Regions from separate parts of the Anser cygnoides genome. Here all the other regions are linked to region 3. The links are chromatin contacts, called in public Hi-C maps. All regions are on one chromosome and are shown on one strand. The core of a region is the stretch at or near the end of the contact, and the rest is flanking DNA. Distances in the headings are between cores, read along the strand shown. Region 1 has its middle 61 kb from the start of TMEM63B. Region 2 has its middle 110 kb from the start of TMEM63B. Region 3 overlaps RSPH9 (radial spoke head component 9). Region 4 holds the start of SLC29A1 (solute carrier family 29 member 1 (Augustine blood group)).

Region 1 (4,548 bases), core at 871-3,370, 330 kb before region 3:
CAATGGGCAGCCAAAGACAGGCCCCGGAGCAGGATAGCTCATACCCTTCTGACACATATGGTCATTATTTACAGCGATCCTGTGCCTTGCTGACTGCATGAAAAATTACAGAAGTTGGCTTGATGGTACAGAGCTAACTTAAGGCAGACAGCATGCCCCCCTTCCCCTTAGAGGGAAACTCACTGAAATCCCCAGGCCGGCTCTCAGAAGCCAGCAATAAGAATGGGAACAAAAATTGCATAACTTAGTGCTATTTGCAATGGCCCTGTGCCTTCTAGCTATCCAGGCCCCTTCTGAGTATTGCTAAGTTCATGGCTGGTGCTAAAATGTATGTTATTCCACTGGAATTCCCCACCCTTGAACTTCTCCTCCGCTGCTTTTGTGGCCACGAGGGAAAGGGCAGGTGTTGCCAGCTGCCCCCCTTGAGACCATCAGCACACTCGTATCGAGCCTCTCTTGCTCTTCTTCCTTCTGAGGCAATGTATCCCAGCATTTTTGGGGTATTGTCAGACAGAAGCTAGCCCCCAGCTGTCCTCGCTGCCTTATCTCGTACGGGACTGGCGGCCGGGGCTGCATGCTGGGTGATGCACAAGTGTTGGGACCACAGCAGTGTGCTTTCCCAGGCCCTTTTACGTGGTGTCCACCTCCATCCTAAGCATTTCTACAGATCTCTTGGAGCCCTGGAAAGCCCACAAGCCACAGGGCTCCAGGTTGCATTAACTTGTATTCACCACCCTGGGCTTCCTCCTGCAACTGGGATCTTCACTGAGCATCTGAGGGGTGTCTCCCCAGGCTTCCTCAAGTCCCTTCACGTCCAGCAGGCACTTGCATCACTTTTACCTCCTTATACATCTTCCTTAACTCACTGCACATCCTTCTTGTATTGTTGTATCTTCTTTTCTAGATCATTTAAGGAACCAGCACGTGGTACCTGCTGGCTCCGACAAGGCAGTTTTGACGGGGAGGAAAGTGGAAAGTAAGTGGTGGGTAAGTGTTATTGTGTCTGGGCGAGAGTGTGTCAGGCTCCAGATCCAGGATATCTGGGATTGCTGCATAAAGCAAGGGATCTCAAGAGGCTAAAAATACAAACTTGCCACCAAATGCGACAGCACAGCTCTGCAGCAGAATCGCCTGGGCAGTGGGTGAAGAGAAATCCTGACAGCCCCAAGTGCTCCCAGAGGCTGCCTTTGACTTCAGGGCCTGACAAGGGGATTTGAAGAACAGGACACACACCATTCTTGCAGGGGAACTTTTCTTGAGCCTACTGACTCTTTTTCTAGGCCAGCCTGTGGCAGCAAAAAACTCCTTCTGACTTGTGAGCCTGTGCTAGCAGCCCTTCTGCTTTACATCAGGACTGAACCACCTGGTATTTTCTCTGTGGGATGAGAGAACATTAGAGAGGTTGTGTTAAAGCCCAGGACCCATCTGACTGTGGATAAAAGAAAAGAAAAAAAAAACAACAACAACAAACAAAAACAAGCAACCAATCAAAACAAAAACAAAAACAAAAACAAACAGAAGACAAATGAAAAAAATGAGGGGAGAGCCATCACACCGCATGGACATTGCTGGTAAAAACCTCCCTCCAGCTTTCAGTTAAGGTCAGCTGAACTGAAGCACTTGCTTGGAAATATGCGTAAGCAATTCTCTGGGCAAGAGCTCTGGAGCAGGCTCGGGCAAGGCCTGGTGGGACAAACGTGACTGCAGTCAGAAAGCACTCTCCTTTTTCCCCGGGATGCAAACTCACTAACCCCTGTGGGATGGTGGACACAGCATGAGCAATGAGAGCAAGGATTGCACAACACGCTATGCTAGAAACCAGGCTTGACGTTCAGCCAGTGTAAATTTAAACCAAGTGCTATATTGGGTCAGATCAAAAGTCCACCTAGTTCGTCCTCCTGACTTGGAGAGCAACTAAAAGCCTGACTTCAGGGGTACAGCATAAAAACCATACCTCAGCGGGGTGATCTTTCCTCCTGTGGACCCTCTTGGCTTCTGCCAGCGAGCATGGCAGACATGTCCAGAGATGGAGTTTTGGCTAGACCGTTGTATTTAACAACAAGAGGCTTCTCCAGAAATTTGCCTGGAGCCTTGTTGGGACCTCTTTGGGTGTTTGCCTCCCACGATATCCCGCAGTGATGGGTTCCACGGGGTGGTCATGGGGTGGCCGTGCACCGCGCAAGAGGAGGTGGTGTTACGGAGTGGATGGAGGCCAAGTGAATGCACACTGCACAAACCCCAGCATACACACAAATGAAGACTACGAATTTTCTGTGCTTGTGAAGAAATCCTGCAGGCATAACGTAAAGAAGAAGCCGAGGAAGTCCAAGTTTGAAACCGGTTGCTGGTCATTACTGCATGAAGGACAACTTCACGGGAATTCTGCAAAGTAATTTTAATTGTGATGCTTTGAAAACGTTGTGTAAATAAAGTCTCTGTGATACATATGTTGCAAGTTATTATGAAGCCGTAAAAGAGCTAGGAAAGGAGAAACCGAAACACAAAATGTTCTGTGACGCCAGAACACTCTTCTGGCGAGTATCAGTTTGCAAACCGCAGTGTAAGTTTATGCCCACAATTCAATTGACCTCCTGAAAGCAAAGGTAAACAGGAATAGAAGGGCAGGCGTCTGCGGTTCCCTCTCTCCTCTAGAGAAATTTATTCTCTGTTGAGCTCTGCCCTGTTTTGCTGGTGTTCCCTCAGCCTCTGAGCAGCTGAAACAAAACCAGCCAGAGAGCTCCTTCCTTAGGTGTGCAGGGAACGGGGCCTGTGAGACACACTTTGCAGCTTTGAGAGCAACCACATGGCTCCCAGATCTAGGGAGGGAACCCTACACCCACCCCAAAAACCACACAAACCAAAGAAAAAGTTGGTTAAGGAAGCAGCCTGCCCTGAAAGGCTGCACTTTGTGCTGGGAAGGGTCTGAACCGAACCTTAGCTGGCCCTTGGGCTCTTTTGGCGTATGCTGCACACTTGGTCCAGTTGAAAAGCTTAGGGAAATCAGAGAGGCAGGAGCTTCCCACAGGTCAGGCACAGGGTTGGGGCTCAGGAGTTTTCAGTTTTGCACTTGAATAGGCTGGATTTGAAGCACAGAATTGGAGAAGCCACTTTACTTGTGCCTCCAGTCACATCATACATGCCAGGGCGTGCGGGGGGCTTCCTCTCGTGGGACCCTGCGTGAACAGGAAAGCTTTGAGCCAGGGATTGCTTCCTACCCCAAGTGTGCAGCACGGCGAGTCCCTAGCCTCCCTCACCCTTAAGACAGCTGTGATGCAAACGGTCAGTCATCAGAGGATTGGTTTTTCCCAACCGTGAATTCAATTTTCAACCGGGCATCGTATTCTCTGCAGCTGATGAACATTTCTGGAGGAAGATTTGCGACCCCGGCAAGTGATTCGGGTTCGTGCCCTGTTCAGCAATTAAATTCACTTCTGGGTTGAGGAGGGAACGGGTGCTCTAGGGTGGTCCACCAAATCCAGAGCTGCACTACACAACTGAAGACACAGCTGGAACAAAGGATTTCACAACGAGACTTTTACAGCTAAGGCATTTGGGATCTTTTGATCTGGACTCGGTACCCGGCCACAGATCTGCAGCAAGAGCAGAGGCTCTCAGGTTCCTCGTCTGTACAAGGGGATGCTCCAGCCCCTCTTTACAGGAGGGTTGCACACAGATGCAAAGCTACCCAACGGGCTGGTGGAGCCTCCAGCAGAAAACTCAAAGACAAATAATCTGTTTGAAAAGGGGACGTGAGTCAATGAAGAGTTTTTATTATTTCGAGTGAATATTTGGTGTGTATTTATTTGCAGTTCCCTCTTCTACCCTCCCCTTTTATACTTTAAAGCAATTCAGAAACAAACTAAAGTTATGTTTCACATCAGCTCCTTCACGTTTGGGATCAAGTAACTTTTTTTCCTCCTTCAGCTGTTGAAGGAAGCTGATGGCTGGGAACTGCCAACAGAGGGGATTAGCATCTGCTGAACGCTGCCAGCTCCTAGGACTGATCCAACGCCAGGCAGTGCCCGTGATGGCTCTCAGCTCGCGGCTTCTCCCCCCGTCATTGTTCCCCTCCCAGCCTTCTCTGATGGCCACCCAGCTGTTCTCTCACTCCAGCCCTCAGATTTACAGTCTGTCACAGCTCACAGCTGCGAGCAGGGCTTGAGCAGGGCTGGCCTGCTGTGGTTGGAAGGACTGGCCCTCGTTTCTGGCGCTGCCACCTTGCCTTCCAAAAAATCCCAGTGCTCAGAAGAGACAACAAAACCACACAGTGAAGTCTTCAAGCAGATGGGTCCCAAGGCAGCGGGTCTGCCCAGGCGTGCAAACAGCTGGATGCAGGGGCACCACGAAACACAGTCACTTCTCAGATGTTCCAGAGGGCTCTGAACTTTTGTAGTCTGGAGGCGGCACTGGAAGGTCGGCATGGCCAGCTGCTTCACAGCTGCTCCAGACGTATGGGAAGAGGGGCGCAGCAAAGGTTTGCTACATCACCTTTCAGCCATCGGAGGAGGACACAGTCATTTGTCAGCTCAGTCCTCAGCCCTGGGACCA
Region 2 (4,578 bases), core at 1,160-3,659, 290 kb before region 3:
CTCTTGTGCCCCCCAGCACCTTGAGGTAGTGAGTTCCAGCTAATCTGATAAGATGACAGTAAAGTCACGTGCAGCATTCTGGGGTGTCCTCATGCTGTTGGATTGTAGAACGGGGAGTTCAGGATACCTTTTTTTTTTTTTTTTTTCCCTCTAGCTTGTTAAACATTTCTGTGACAGCTCCTTCTGTCTGTCTTCTCTCCAAGTCAAACATTATTCACTGCTGTGTCTAGAGGTAAGTCTCAGAGGCCAGTTCCTCTGGGTGGGGGCATAGCAGCAGGGATATATGCAGGTGTTCCAGGGAACTCCATTCTCTCCTTTCTCCCACTACTCCCAGTTCTCCATCACTATCACTTCTCCAGTGTTCAGCAGGATGGCAGAGCTTGCAAAAGGAGTCAAAATGATGGAGGAGTTCCTAGAGGGCTGCGGATGAATTTCTCCAGACTATTCTGATGGAGAAGCTCTTTTAGAACTTGTAGGAAGTCAAAGGGAGGAATGTCAAAGCCAGCCTCCCAGTGGGAACCCAAAAGTAGTAAGCAGCTGCACTATCCAGCCTGTCTCGGTGCAGCTCCTTGCTCCACATGGTGTGGGATGCCACGATAGACCCAGTGTGCAACAAAGCAATGTGCCACTGGAAGTCTCCATTACATGATACCGTGCTGGTGAGCCATGGCCCCACAACGACTCGGTAGGGGTCCAGTTTGACCTCATCCAACTCTCTGATGGTAGGCATTGCCCTAAGCAGCAGGACTCCTGGAGACACAAGGCAGGACTGACGGCAGCACATGCTCTCTTGGACACAAAGATCAATGCTGGCTCTCAAGAAACATCAGCCTGTGCTGAAGTGGAAGAGGAAATGGTGCCTTTTCATTAGCACACCGGAGTACTGGCATGTGCCTGCTTCTGTGCCAGCAGGTATTAACGCCCATCAGAGCATGCCAACCAGCAGGCACTGTCTAATCCTGCTGTTGTATAATGAATAAGATTATTGAACTGGAGAACTGAAGGTCAGAGAATGAGAATGAAGGTGTCTGGTGCAGAGCTGCTGTGCTCCACTGAGTTATCAGGGGACACTTCCCTTGTGCCCTGCTCACCACTCCTCCTGGGGGCCTGACCAGTGCTCTTCTTTACATCCAGATGTTCATGGTCAAGAAGGAGGCTATGAAGACCCCAGTCGTTACAGTACAGGCAAGACCAACTTCAGCTCCAGACACTTGTGTCAGCTTGTGCTATATCTGGACATAGCTGGATATGTCCCACTGGATATGTCCCACTGGTCCCACTGGTTTCAGGCTATTATTGAAAGTTAGAGATGCTGCCTGACAAAATAGATGGAAGTTTTCCAAGGGATGAACCTTCCTTCCCGTCAGTGTGTTATGGGCCTGACAGAGGCAGAAGTGGAAGGTGAATATCCAGATTATCTGCAGGTGAAAGATACCAGGAAGTGAAGGGAAAGAGGAAATGCAGGAGTAAGGTCTCAAGAAGGCGAGAAACCCAAGTTATTTCTTTGTATCAGCTCTACATTATAAACAATAGCTTCCATCCCCAGGTCTCATCTCTTTTTCCCATAGCATGCAGAACTGAGAACTCTGAAGATAAAGATCTTTCAGTTCACAGAACGAAGAAAGAGATTACTGCATTACTCTGTAGGGCCTCAGGGAAGATTTGAATGCTTAAGACTTTGGATGGACTTTGAAGGGAACTGCCCTTGAGCAGCCTTTAACTGAAAGGACTGATCTGCAGTCTGAAGCATCTGGGGAGGGGCAAACAGGGTTCTCAGGATTGTATGAAGTCCACAGAGAGCTGAACATCTAATTAATTTCTCCAAACGAAGAAGAATTCCCTATCATCTGCCTTTTTTTGAAATTATCCAGAAATAGTGGGAGGGATCCACAAGCTTGAGGCTAATGCACAACAGCTCTGTTAATCATTTATTAGTGTTTATTTGGTGCGTGTAATGTGTGTGTGGAGATGGCTCTGATGAGCTCTAAACTTCTGGTTCCCATCTGGAAACTCTTGCTGTGCCCAGACTTTGTTCAGACTTTGTTTACCGTCAATTGGCCATCTGGCCTGTCACCAGGAAATACATCAGTACAGGTATCGATCTGTACCATTGATTTTGTGCCACTTCCTCCTCTGGGAGTAAGGAGGAATTCACATGAGAATAACTCATAAAATACTGAGTTCAGCATGCCACCACGGACCCACACAAGGGTCCTCTGTCATGAGGACCTCTCCTCCCTGCCAGTGAAACTGTCTGAAGAAAATAGAGTTCAGATACGGGTATCTATTAGTAAACTGATCAGATGGGACTGCAAGGAATTAGAGGCCTGGGAGGTACAAACTCATTCATCTTGTTTAGGCCAAATGACAGGTTTTTGTTGGGCAGAGGTGCCTGGAGAATATCACGAGGGTGGCTTGCAAGAACTGTCCTGCTGAGGTCTTTGGGCAACATCCACTCAGCTTGGTTTATGGAAGCAGAAAGAACTTGAAAGAAGTAGTCTGTTCCCCAGGCCAGCTGGGTGCTGCCGCTGCTCACGTCTCCTGGGTTTCCAAGGGAAGGCTGACATTCAAACCCCTCCCTTGGAGCAGGTCGTCTCCAGCTGTCTCAGACTCCTCTGATGTGTTCTTCCTCCTTCAAAGCACCGAGCTGGCCTTGGGTCCCTCCTCCTTCATCACTATGCTGGCTGCTGCCACTGCTCCTCCTCCTTCCAGGCGCCCGGCACGGTCTCAGGGGCTCCAGCTCCTGCTTCTTGCAGCCAGCTGACTTGTCCTTTCTGAACAGCGTGAAATATCAGTGAGACACACTGGTGCTGTTGCCCCAGAACAAATAGACCTTAGAAACTCTGCCTTGTGAAGCTGCACTGAGAGAGTGAATTCCTCCTAAGGTAGAGGTGTGCACCACAAATGCAGCACAGCAACAGGTAGAAATGAATGGGATGGGGCTGTTGGCAGCAGCCGAGGAGCTTCCCTGACAGTGGGGTTTCTGTGACCCATCCATGGGCACCGTGGGCCGTGGCCAAGCAGATGGAGTCCTGCCAGCAGCAAAGGTGGCTGCCAGAGGGATGGCTGCCAGATGTTCCAGCTCTCCATGTTCCCAGCCTCCTCATTTCCAGGGAAATCAAAAGAAAAAAAAATAATAAATTTAGACATGAGGACTGAACTAGCTATCACTGGCTGCTTTGGTGTTGAATACAGATTCCTCCAGGCTCGGATGGGAAGAAGTGAGTGTGGACTTATTTTAGAAGAGTTTAGGGAAGAGGTCAGGGTTTCCTGAATGCAGAAATGAAGAAGAGACCTGCATTCACATGGGGAGCACTGCAGGCCTCTCAACTGATGGCTGGCATCAATAGACAGTCTGGGAGAAGTGCTCACCTGGGTATGGAGAACACTCATACAGGCCCTGCACTCTACATAGCCGGGAGAAATCCGATGATATATGAAGCTCAGTGTCTCAAAACATCCCTGAATTCATCTGAATGCAGATGAATATAAACTAAAAGTTGTACAAAACTGCTACAGGAAAAGACTTCTCAATTTTACACTGAGGAAAAAATAAATAAATTTGTTAGGACCTCTTGTCCCAAGAATTAAATGAACCGTTTGACCTTCCATGTCCGCTGTTTCTGAAAGCAGAACACACCTGATGGACAAAAGGAAACACCATCCTATAGGCATTTCTGTTTCCATGTTCGTTCAGTTTGTGCCACAATCCATAATCCAGTGCCACCATCCACTGTATTCTAGACCCTGACAGAGCTGTCTTGAGTGTCTTGCCACGTGGCCGTGGAGCATAACCTTTCTTCAGTTCAGAATAGATATCCTGTAACAAAATAATGTACTTAGAGGGACTGCAAATAGACGTTAAAAAAAAAAAAAAAAAAAGTAGGAGGAGCATTTTCAGGAAGGCTAAAAACAAACAGCAGCATTATGGAGACATTTATTTACAGGCTTACAAAAAAATGGGTGGAAATCTGCTAACAGGCCAGTTTTGCTGTCTCTATTGTTTTCTGCTCTAGCCTCCCTAAATTTTGCTAGTCCCTTTTCTTCAGTGGGTATGAACTGGAGGACTTGCTAACAAGTGAAACCAAACTTTTCAAACCTCCTCACCTCAAAGCTGGCTCCAAGAGCCAATGTTAGGCAGCTGGAAATTGTTTTAAATAGCTCTAAGGATGTCTAATGCCATTCATCCAGACGCAGCAAGCTTCTGAAACGGGCTGTTCTATGCTCATTTTGGAACCTGCATTCAGGCTCCAACATCTGACACGTTGGGCTGTTCTGAGCAGCTCTGCGGCTGCTGCACTGTAAGGGAGGGAAGAGGACAGAATCCAGCTCAGCCACGCAAAGCTGCAGCCTCCTCCATGGGGCCAGCCTGAGCAGGGGGGGTTGGACAAGATGACCTCTAGAGGTCACTTCCTACCTCAACCATTCTGTGAAATTGATCCTGTGATCTTTAGCCCTAGTTACACCTCAGTCCCGACCAGCTCTGTGAAAGCACACAGACCTTGCCACAGGTGTTAGCAAAGGTTCCTTGCTGACATCTCTGTTGGCATCATTTTCCTGCAGCTCACCTGGAGGTTG
Region 3 (4,187 bases), core at 185-2,684:
GGCTGTGCAGCTCCAGGATGTAAAGATCTGGTTTGATTTAGAGTATCTGTGACCCGATTGCAGCACCGGTTGATCTCTGCATCAGCTGATGGTTTTGTGTTGTAAATCCTCTCTGGCTGGAGCTCGGGCACACAGGCTGTTGTGTGTAAGTGGTTGGAGGTGTTGCTGCAGCCCTGAAGGGCCATGCCATAACCCCCTTTACCACCAGCACAGTCTCTCCAGCCCCAGAGCACCGCTTTTGGAGGGTGGGATGGGGAACGCATAAAAAGGTACCTTTTGGGAAGGGAGATGGAAGGACAGTCCAGGCACCAGGCTGGGGAAAGGCATTTTTACCATCTCCCAGCCCCACTCTGTGTTCTGGCAGAGCTGTGGAAATTCACCTGCAGTGTTACATCATGAGGGCCTGGCTCAGAAAGCTGAAAGGCTTCACCTCACCAGAGTCAGGCACTCGAGCACCAGCTGCGGGCGCAGCAGCATGGCTGGAAAGGTACTGAGGCCACGGTGACTCACAGGTAGGAGTCACGTCAGGAAGGGGATACCAGCTTGTATCGCCGTCCCCTCCCAGTTCGGTTTCAGTGGTTGCTGCTTGGCTCCTGCTGGTGGCATTTTCCATGCAAACTTGGCAGCGACACCAGTGCCCAGGATTAGCTTCCTCTGCAGGGGGAAGGGAAAGGCAGGTGATACTTGGGGTCGTGCCAGGCTGATCCTCACACAGAAAGACAATCTGGCTCCCTCTGGGCTCCGATGCTTTCTCTTGCCTCGTCCCAGAAGGGCTTCCTAAAACCCAAGTACGTTGCTCCTGGTGGCAGTGTTGCAGCCTGGACTGGCGTGATGCTACGGCAGTGAGGGGCATGGCAGGACCACCCCACCATGGCTGTCATGACCGGCTTGTTTCTGGGGCTCATCATCCCTCCCCGGCGTGCCCCTGCTCCCCCTGCCTTGCTCGGGCACCACACACACGCCAGACCTCCCAACAGCTGCAAACTCTCACTGCTTGTACAGAAAACAGCAGGCCAGCAACCGCCCTCTGTTTTCTTTTAGCTTAAATATGATAAATGTCAGAGAAAAGATGAGGAATTACTTTGGCCTGAGGTTCAGGACAGACAGCAGCAGATGTCAGGCCATGGGCAGATTTAGGGTGATGCCTTGCCTCATGCTATATTAAAGAGCATTGGTGTCTTGCCCCAGGAAAGGGGTACTGCCGCCTTCCCCAAGGCACCAGGTTAAGCATCAGATCTGCAGAGCCTCAAGGCTGCCTAACACAGCACTGAGCTCAAAATCATGATTTAGCCTGGTGGAAGATGCTGTGCAAGGAGCATCTGGGGGTGAGGGGCTGCAAATGGAGACTGAGGTACCCCAGCTCCAGCAGGCTTCGGGAGCTGCGGGACATGAGTGAGGAAAGAGACTTCGGACAGGATTAGCTGCAGGTGGGAATGAAGAACATGGGCTGAGCTGCAGGGAGGACATTTCCACAGCTGCTGTTTGCAATGTGCCCGGCTCTTGCCTCTGCTCGTGGTCTACTCACCTCTCACGAGCCACAGTTGTTTGTTTGTTTGCAGTGATTTCAAACCCAAGAGCAAAGCCTGAGCTGCCTGGAGCAGTGCTGCTGTCCGCTCCCACCAGCTGACCTCACATGTGTGCATGCAGGAGGAGGTATGTACACCATACTGCAGCCATCCAGGACCTGCTGCTTTAAACTCCAGCCATAGGTGTTGCATCAGGTTATGTAAAGTTCAGTTGCATCACGCACTGTTGCACAATGCAGCCTGCTCCTGACAGCGTGCCAGGCCCCGGCTTCATTCATCGATCAGGTCTCGTCGGCCGGAGCAAGCTGGCCAGGAGAAAGGTGCCTGCTCCTTGGGGTACCCTGCTGTGGAAGCCACCTCTTCCAGCTCACGACACCCTCCCAAAATGCGGGGGCAGAGCTGCCACCCAGGTCCGTGTTGCCATCATCACCAGCCATCATTATGACAGAACATTGGCACCAGGGCTCCATGAGAGTACAAGGCATGAGCTGCTCACCTGGCCACCCAGAGCAGGAACCATCTCTCCTCAGTGAGCTCCCCGCCACACATCCCCTGGCGTTGTGGGAGCCAGCACCATCCTGCCACAGTAAGTCATCAAAAATGTGCCATTTCAGAGCCATGTGCCCATCCCACTGTTGGTGTCCCCATATGGTACCTTGTGCAGGTGGTGCCGGGCAGCCTGGCATGGCATTGAGCCCGGCTGGTGCAGCCCCTCTGCCTCCATCCCCGCTGTATTTGTGTCCCTGTGGTCTGCAGAAACCATCAGGCATGGGCCAGGGCACTGCACCAGCTTGAGCAGTTCAAGCCCTAGGCTGATGGAAAAGATGGAGATGGGAATGGCCCATCCAAAGCAGCTGGATATAAGAGAACATCAGGAGCACATCTGAAACATGAAGGGGTTTAGAGGCAGCACCTAAACACCCAGGCCCATCTCCAGAGAGCTCCTGACCCCCACTGGGCTCCTGTGCATCTCCTCTCCCCGGACGTGCTGCGACACCCGTGGTGGCAGGCTTGGCGGTGTTGAGCTGCCAGTGGACTCATTGCTATTGTGTGAAATGCTCCCTTCTTGCCAAATGGCTCCCCTCCTCTGCTAGCAGCGCAATCCCGCGATGACCCACTCCAGGGTGCGGCAGTGCAAGCAGTGGCCCATCCACCGGGCTGAACTGGGTGGAAGCCCTGCGGCATGGGAGGGTCTCCTCTGGGAAGGGTGCGGGGGGACCTACCTGCGCAGAGAGGTGCTCTGTCCCCCTCCAGTGGCAGAGGCCTTCAGGAAGCAGCAGCCAGGCTTCGCTCTCCCAGTTCGCCAGGCCACAGCCATCTCTCGTGCTTTTGGCAGCAGAGCCTGGGCACTCAGGTCCTGCTGGTGGTGGCAATGCCATGTGTCGTAGCCGTGGTGGGCTCCAAAGCCACCAAGGCATCATGCCAAGGAAGTCCCATCCAGGAAGATGCCCCGGCAGGACATCCTGTCACCCGTAGGAGACCCCAGCCAGCCACGGCCTGGTTGTGTGCAGACCCTGATCTGCATGCAGAGCTGCGTGGCTGCAATATTTACTTAAGGAAGGTACAGTTTTTGCCTTTGGTTTCTTCCCTGCCCAAGATTCTATTGTTTGAAATGGTTGAAGGTAATTCACAGTATCTCTGTACAAAGAGCTACAAATTTTGTCAGGTGTATGCCATGCCTGCAGTTTCCTCATGGGGCTATAGCTGAGCAGGGGCACAGACCGGCTGAGAGGACGCCTACCAGTCCCTCCATGGGGAAATGTCCCAACTCTCATGGAAGACCCCAAGAGAGCCCAGAACATCAGGAACCACCTCAATCATAGCATGAAGATGCTCAGGCGATTGTCCTAGAGCACTTGCTGGCCTGTGGACGACGCAGCACAGACAGGCACAAAGCCCCATCCCCTGCAGACCCGACCACCTTTGGGCGGTGGGAATGTCCTCCGGGCTGGGCATGAACTTGGAACAGGTTGGGTGAAGGTGAGAGGTCTGGGAAGATAAGGGAGCCCGACGAGCTGGCAGGTCTGGTGTTTTCCCTCTGTGGAATGACAGGAAGAAAACACATCCACACCCGCATGACAGATTTCACCTCCAAGATATACACTAGCTGCAGTGGGAGCACACGGTGGGGAAGGTAGGCACCACCAGGCCACAGCCCAGCTCGCCATCATCTGATTTCCCCGTCCTAAATAGCACACGCCAGACACAGGCTGGCTTCATTGGGCTTGCTGAGGCCATTGAGTAGGAAGAGGGTATAATTCCAGTCAGTCAGAGCTGAACTGTTTAAGATGTGAGGGCAGACTAGGCTGGGAGGAGGGCATGGGGAATTTGTTGGACCTACTGTGACCTCTACTGGCTTGGTCTGAAATTGGTGTGCTGGTTGGCCTGGGCTCTCCAGAGCGTGGTGGGAGCTGGTTCCCTTGCTGCAGGGCCTCTTGGAGTTCCCATGCTGCAGGCCCTGGGGACCTCTGCCCCCAGCACAGGCTTTGCCCTCATTCCCACTGCAAATGTAACGCAGCCCTCCAAATCACTCATCTCCAGTGGTACTTTTTGGGCCAAGTTGGGGCACCCAGGACCTTCAGCCCCACTACCCTACAGGCACTAAGCTATCTGCTGTGTTCTCCTCCTTTTTCCCCATGTCCCTTGCCAGACAAGTGCCTG
Region 4 (4,570 bases), core at 1,653-4,152, 470 kb before region 3:
CCTTCCCAAGGCGTCCTGACACCAGCGGGCAGAGCCCTGCATGGCTCCTGGGGAGCGCCACTGCGGCCAGAAGCTGCCACCCACCATGGGGACCGTAGGGATGTCACCACGGGGACCGTGGGGATGGCACCACGGGGACCACGGCACGTGGCCACGGGCAGAAGAGGGCTCCGCACGCAGCCCCAGGAGCTTTCACGGCGGTGCCTGCCCAAATCCGCGCCCAGCCCGCCAGCCGCTGGCTGGCGTGGAGGAATTCGGCTCTGTGTAAACGCCTGGCACGGCTGACTAAATCCTGTTTGGAGAGCGGAGCCTGTCCTGTCATGCTTTCCCCTTCGGGCGATTCAGCAGTGGAGCTGTGGCTGAATGCTCCCAAACATCTCCCGGGGAGGCATCCAGGAGGGACCTTTCCCACAGCTCCCAGCACCACAAGCCGCTCATTATTTCCCCTCCCTGCCAGCCGGGTTTGCTCGCATTCCCGAGCCACAACGTGGCCCCAGGGCCAACCAACGGGGCGCGATGATGAGACATTGCCAGAAGGGCAGGCCGAACCTAAGGCTGGCCGCCGAGCGCGCTGACTGCCCAGGAGAGGGGGAAAAAAGCCTGAGCCCCACATCGGGTGCATCCCAAGTGAGCACCTGCCCTCCTAGGTACGCCCATGGGCAGGGGATGTGCTAAAAAAAACAAAAAACAGGGGAAAGGAAATCCTTGGGGGTGCCACCGGGCTTTGGGGTGCAGACGTGGAGAGGGGGGGGGCTTCCTCAGGGGCACCGCCTGCTTCTCCCCGGGTTTCGGGTGGGCTGGGGCTGAGCCCGCTGCGCCGGGAGGGGCCCCGGAGCCGTGCCAAAGCACCGACAAACTCATCGCAGGGGCAGCGCGGCCCGGTGCTCCCCTCTGCTGGCCGCGGCCGGCGGCGCGCCCGTCCCCGGCGCCTCGGGGCTGCTGGGGGGGGGGCCGTGTGTTTTTTGGGGGGGGGTGGAGGGGGGTTGGAGCAGCCTTTTGGGGGCTTGGCGAGAACCCAAAGCTGGGACCCCCTCAAGATTTTGGGGTGCTACTCTCAGCCGGGATGGGTGCATTATGGATGTGGTTATGGAGGTGATGGGAGCCCCCCCCAAAAAACCAGGCAGAGCTCCCCGAGAAGCCGACGAGCCCCCCCCCCCGCCGGAGCAGCTCGGTGGGCCGAAGCCAGGGCTGCCCACCCCGACCCGCGTCCCCCGTGTGGGGTTGTGGCTGGGACGGCGGCACGGTGCCGCCACGCCGAGAGGCAGCGTGGGGGTGAGGGCCAGGCAGCGTGGGGGTGAGGGCCAGGCTGCGGACCCTGCCCCGGCCTCCGCGCCCCGCGCGCGGGGTCAGGATCCTGCAAACAAGCTGGGGGGCAGCCGGGGCCACCGCGTCCCGGCCGAATCACACCGAGGGCAGCACGGGGACGGCGCCTGGGGGAGGAAGGAGCTGGGGAGGGAGCGGAGCGAGGGCCGAGGGCGAGCTCCCAGCGGTCAGCCTGCAGCTCGGAAGGGTCACAGGAGAGAGCCTGGCTCCGGGGACAAAGGGCTTGCGAGGTTTGGGCAGGGCTGGGGAAGAAACCCCGACGGGGAGGCGCAGAGTGAGGGCTCCCCGGTGGTGTCCCCCGCGCTGCAGGTACCCCAAGGACCTTACGGGAACACAAGGCACCACCCCAGTATGGCCGGGAGCATGGGGGCGAGCGCACCGGGGCCAAAAAACCCACCGGACCACCTGCCACCCCCACAGCACCCCAACCCCTGCCCCGTTGTGGGACAGCACACAGAGCAAAGCCACCGCTGCCGGTGTCCCCGTGCCCCAGCTCTGACCTGCTGTGTCCCACGGCACCGCCGCTCAGCCCCGTGCCCTAGTTACAGCGCCTGCAGCTCCGCGGCGGCCGTCCATGGCACACGGTGCCAGCCCGGGGCACGACCATGCACGCTTACATGTTGTTGTGATTTTTTTTATTTATTTTTGTTTGTTTGTTTCCGATGTCCGCAGGGCCGCTGGCGGGCTGCGTGCCCGCGGTGCTGCCGGCTGACAAGCCCGGATCCCGCACTGCTCAGGGGGAGAGCTGCCAGCGCTGCCTGCCTGCCTCTCCCCAGGTCCTAGCGCTCTGCCTGCCGCGCCAAGGACACCCGGCTGCAGGACAGCCCTCGGCCCCCCGCGCGGGGATGCCCCGTGCCCTCCTGGGGACAAAGTCCTTGTGAAGGGGGGGGCCCTGCCCTATAGGCATCGCCCTGCAGACCCTGCTCCCCCCGGACCTTTCCCTTCCGGCCGCAGCATGGCCGGGAGCCGGATCGTCCTTGTCACCAGATGCCCAGATCCCCGTTCAGCCCCGAGGCAGAGGGACGGGGCGGTGGGTGACAAGGCTCGGCACAGGCCCCCGGCTGCGGGGTGACCTTGCACGCGGGTCCTTGTGGTGGCTTCTCAGAGCCACGTCCCCTCCCCATCCAGCCCCCCAAGCCAGCGCCTTTCCCTCTCGCCACCCTGCCCGTTACCTCCAGGGCTCAGCTCCCCGCTGCCGCCTTGCCCAGTGCCGGGGATCCTCCGGTGGAGGGAGGACGGGGGCTGCCGAGCCCTCACCGTGCCACGAGCTCCTCAGCCAGGCGCTGGCTGCGAGCGGCTCCGTGGGGCTCCCGCTGGCTCAGCAGGTGGAGGCTGCGTGCACGCGGGGATTAGCGGGGGGAAGCGGCGCCTGCCATCGAGACCGCCAGCGGGATTCGTCAGCGGGGCCCGGCGCCAGGGCAAGGAGGGGGAGAGGGTGAGGGGAAGGCGCCCTCCTGCAGCGCGGGTGCAGGGGACGGTGCCCTCCTGCGACACCCCGCTGCACGGGGAGCGTGCCGTGGGCTCTGCCTGGGGTCACAAGGTGCCCCCGTCCCTGCTCCGTTTTACACGTCTCGTCTCACGCCGCCGTGCTGGACTTGGGCCAGCGTGGGACACTCTGGGCAGGTCGGTGGCTCCGGGTGTCACGCACCCCAAGCAGTGAGGGGGGACGAGCCCTCCGTGCGGCCCCAGCCCCGCTGCCCCTCCGCCGGGCCCCTGAGCAGCTCAGGAATGAGCTGGCGGCTCCTGACCGAGCGGCTGCTGCGCAGGGCCGGGGCTGCAAGTGCCTCCTCGCGGCACGGCCGGGGCTGGCCCCGTCCCAGGGCATCCCCCCCAGCCCCGAGCGAGCCGCCCCGCTCCTCTCTTCCCATTAAGGCAGTGTGCACGGGCCGAGCGGCGGTGCTGGAGGAAAACAGGTGACCGAGCCAAGAGACCGAGCCAAGAGAAATCTGCGGCCCCAAATCCCCCCAACTCCCCTCCTCCGGGAGCACGAAGCCCCTCGCTGGGTGACACCGCTGCCCCCGTCCCCAGCTGGGGGTTGCAGCGGGACACAGGGGGGTGGGAGCAGCCCCGTGCCCGCTACTCGTGTTTCTGCGCTTGCAGCCCTTGCTGCGGATCTGGGCGGCAGCCAGCCCAGCTATTTTAAGCCCCATCCTGTGCCTGCGGAGGAGAGGCTGAGCCTCGGAGCCTGCCGGGAGCGTCCTCACAGACCTGTCCTTTTTGCCTGAGGGCTGGTGCACACCCGGACGGGGCTTTGGGCTCCCTCCCCTTCCCGGCACAGACAGGAACCAGAGTGGCTGACACCAGCACGGGCTGGCGAAGCTATTGCAAAATTTTGGGACAGGGAAGCCCCCGGGGTCTGGCCACGCTCCCTGACCGTCACCACAGCATGCAGCACGCGCCTGCCTGCGGCCATCCTGCACCGAGCACGAGGCTCGAGGCTGAGCAAGTGAGGGAAACGGGGTCCAGGTGCCACGAGGGATGAGCTGGGCTGGGGACAACAGGGAAAACCACAGGACCAAGCTCCTCGGGAGATGCCAGGTGGCTCAGGCTTCCCCTCGAGCAGCACCGAGCCCGGCCACGGGAGCCCCCTCCTCTGACATGACCACCACCCACCTTCGGGAGCCCCTCTGCGGGCTGGATGAAGAAGCTCCCAGACCGCGTGTCGATCTGTTTTTTAATAAAAAGGCCCCCGGCCCTGCCTGTGCTGCGTGTGGGGGGAGGCCCGGGGGCGGGAAGGGGGAGGCGGGGGTGTAGTGCAGCCCCCCCGGGCAGGCGGCGAGCGGTGAGCTGGTGCTGGCAGCGGAGACGGTGCGAGGACGGCACCCGAGAGGAGGAACACGGGCAGGCGGGGGCTTTCCTCCCCCTCGGCCGGGGTTCACTCCTTCTTGCCGAAGAACTTCTTGAAGACGGACTTGTTCTTGGGGCGGGGGGGGCCGGGGGGCTTCTCCCCCAGCGCGTCCCGCGGGCTCCCCGGCCGCGCCACGAAGGAGTGGCAGCGCGCCCTGGGCACGGCCGCCGCTTGCTCCCCGATGTACAGCGTGACCGAGTAGCTGCTCCCGGCCTCCAGCGGCTCCTGGGGCACGGCCACGGGGGTGATCTTCTGGTAGGTGGCTGCGGGAGGGAGCAGTGAGAGGCTGCCAGCCCCCCCAGAGCCCTCCCCGAGCAGGGCACGGGGTGCTGCAGCCCGCGGCGCAGGGATGGGGGCACCAGCACCGCACGGGTGGCTCTGGGGACAGGGGCGCTGGTG

The links. Hi-C and Micro-C count contacts between places; a contact is called where the count stands out from the background.
Region 1: a Hi-C map of liver shows a contact between it and region 3, with 8 times the contacts expected there. The contact joins two enhancer-like sites. A contact is called at or near these places in 2 of 7 Hi-C or Micro-C datasets (both in liver).
Region 2: a Hi-C map of liver shows a contact between it and region 3, with 6 times the contacts expected there. The contact joins two enhancer-like sites. A contact is called at or near these places in 2 of 7 Hi-C or Micro-C datasets (both in liver).
Region 4: a Hi-C map of liver shows a contact between it and region 3, with 2.8 times the contacts expected there. The contact joins the promoter of SLC29A1 here to the enhancer-like site in region 3. A contact is called at or near these places in 2 of 7 Hi-C or Micro-C datasets (both in liver).

What each region holds. Positions count from the first base shown.
Region 1 is chr3:33,990,506-33,995,053 of Taihu_goose_T2T_genome, forward strand. No RefSeq gene overlaps it. Among named protein-coding and RNA genes, the nearest start is that of TMEM63B, 61 kb to the left of the region's middle. Within about 2 kb of position 2,121, at least 1 of the 3 cell types and tissues checked has open chromatin away from gene starts, as enhancers often do. A contact at or near this core is called in liver, where this site is marked.
Region 2 is chr3:34,036,697-34,041,274 of Taihu_goose_T2T_genome, forward strand. No RefSeq gene overlaps it. Among named protein-coding and RNA genes, the nearest start is that of TMEM63B, 110 kb to the left of the region's middle. Within about 2 kb of position 2,410, at least 2 of the 3 cell types and tissues checked have open chromatin away from gene starts, as enhancers often do. A contact at or near this core is called in liver, where this site is marked.
Region 3 is chr3:34,325,382-34,329,568 of Taihu_goose_T2T_genome, forward strand. RSPH9 (radial spoke head component 9) reads right to left here. Exons shown (of 6, transcript XR_010830224.1): 6 at 4,132-4,187. Among named protein-coding and RNA genes, the nearest start is that of MRPS18A, 46 kb to the right of the region's middle. Within about 2 kb of position 1,435, at least 2 of the 3 cell types and tissues checked have open chromatin away from gene starts, as enhancers often do. A contact at or near this core is called in liver, where this site is marked.
Region 4 is chr3:33,857,476-33,862,045 of Taihu_goose_T2T_genome, forward strand. It overlaps SLC29A1 (solute carrier family 29 member 1 (Augustine blood group)), which reads right to left and starts at 2,903. Exons shown (of 14, transcript XM_048080133.2): 1 at 2,496-2,903. LOC106048216 (spectrin beta chain, non-erythrocytic 2-like) reads right to left here. Exons shown (of 31, transcript XM_066993846.1): 31 at 3,984-4,434. The coding sequence ends at 4,199.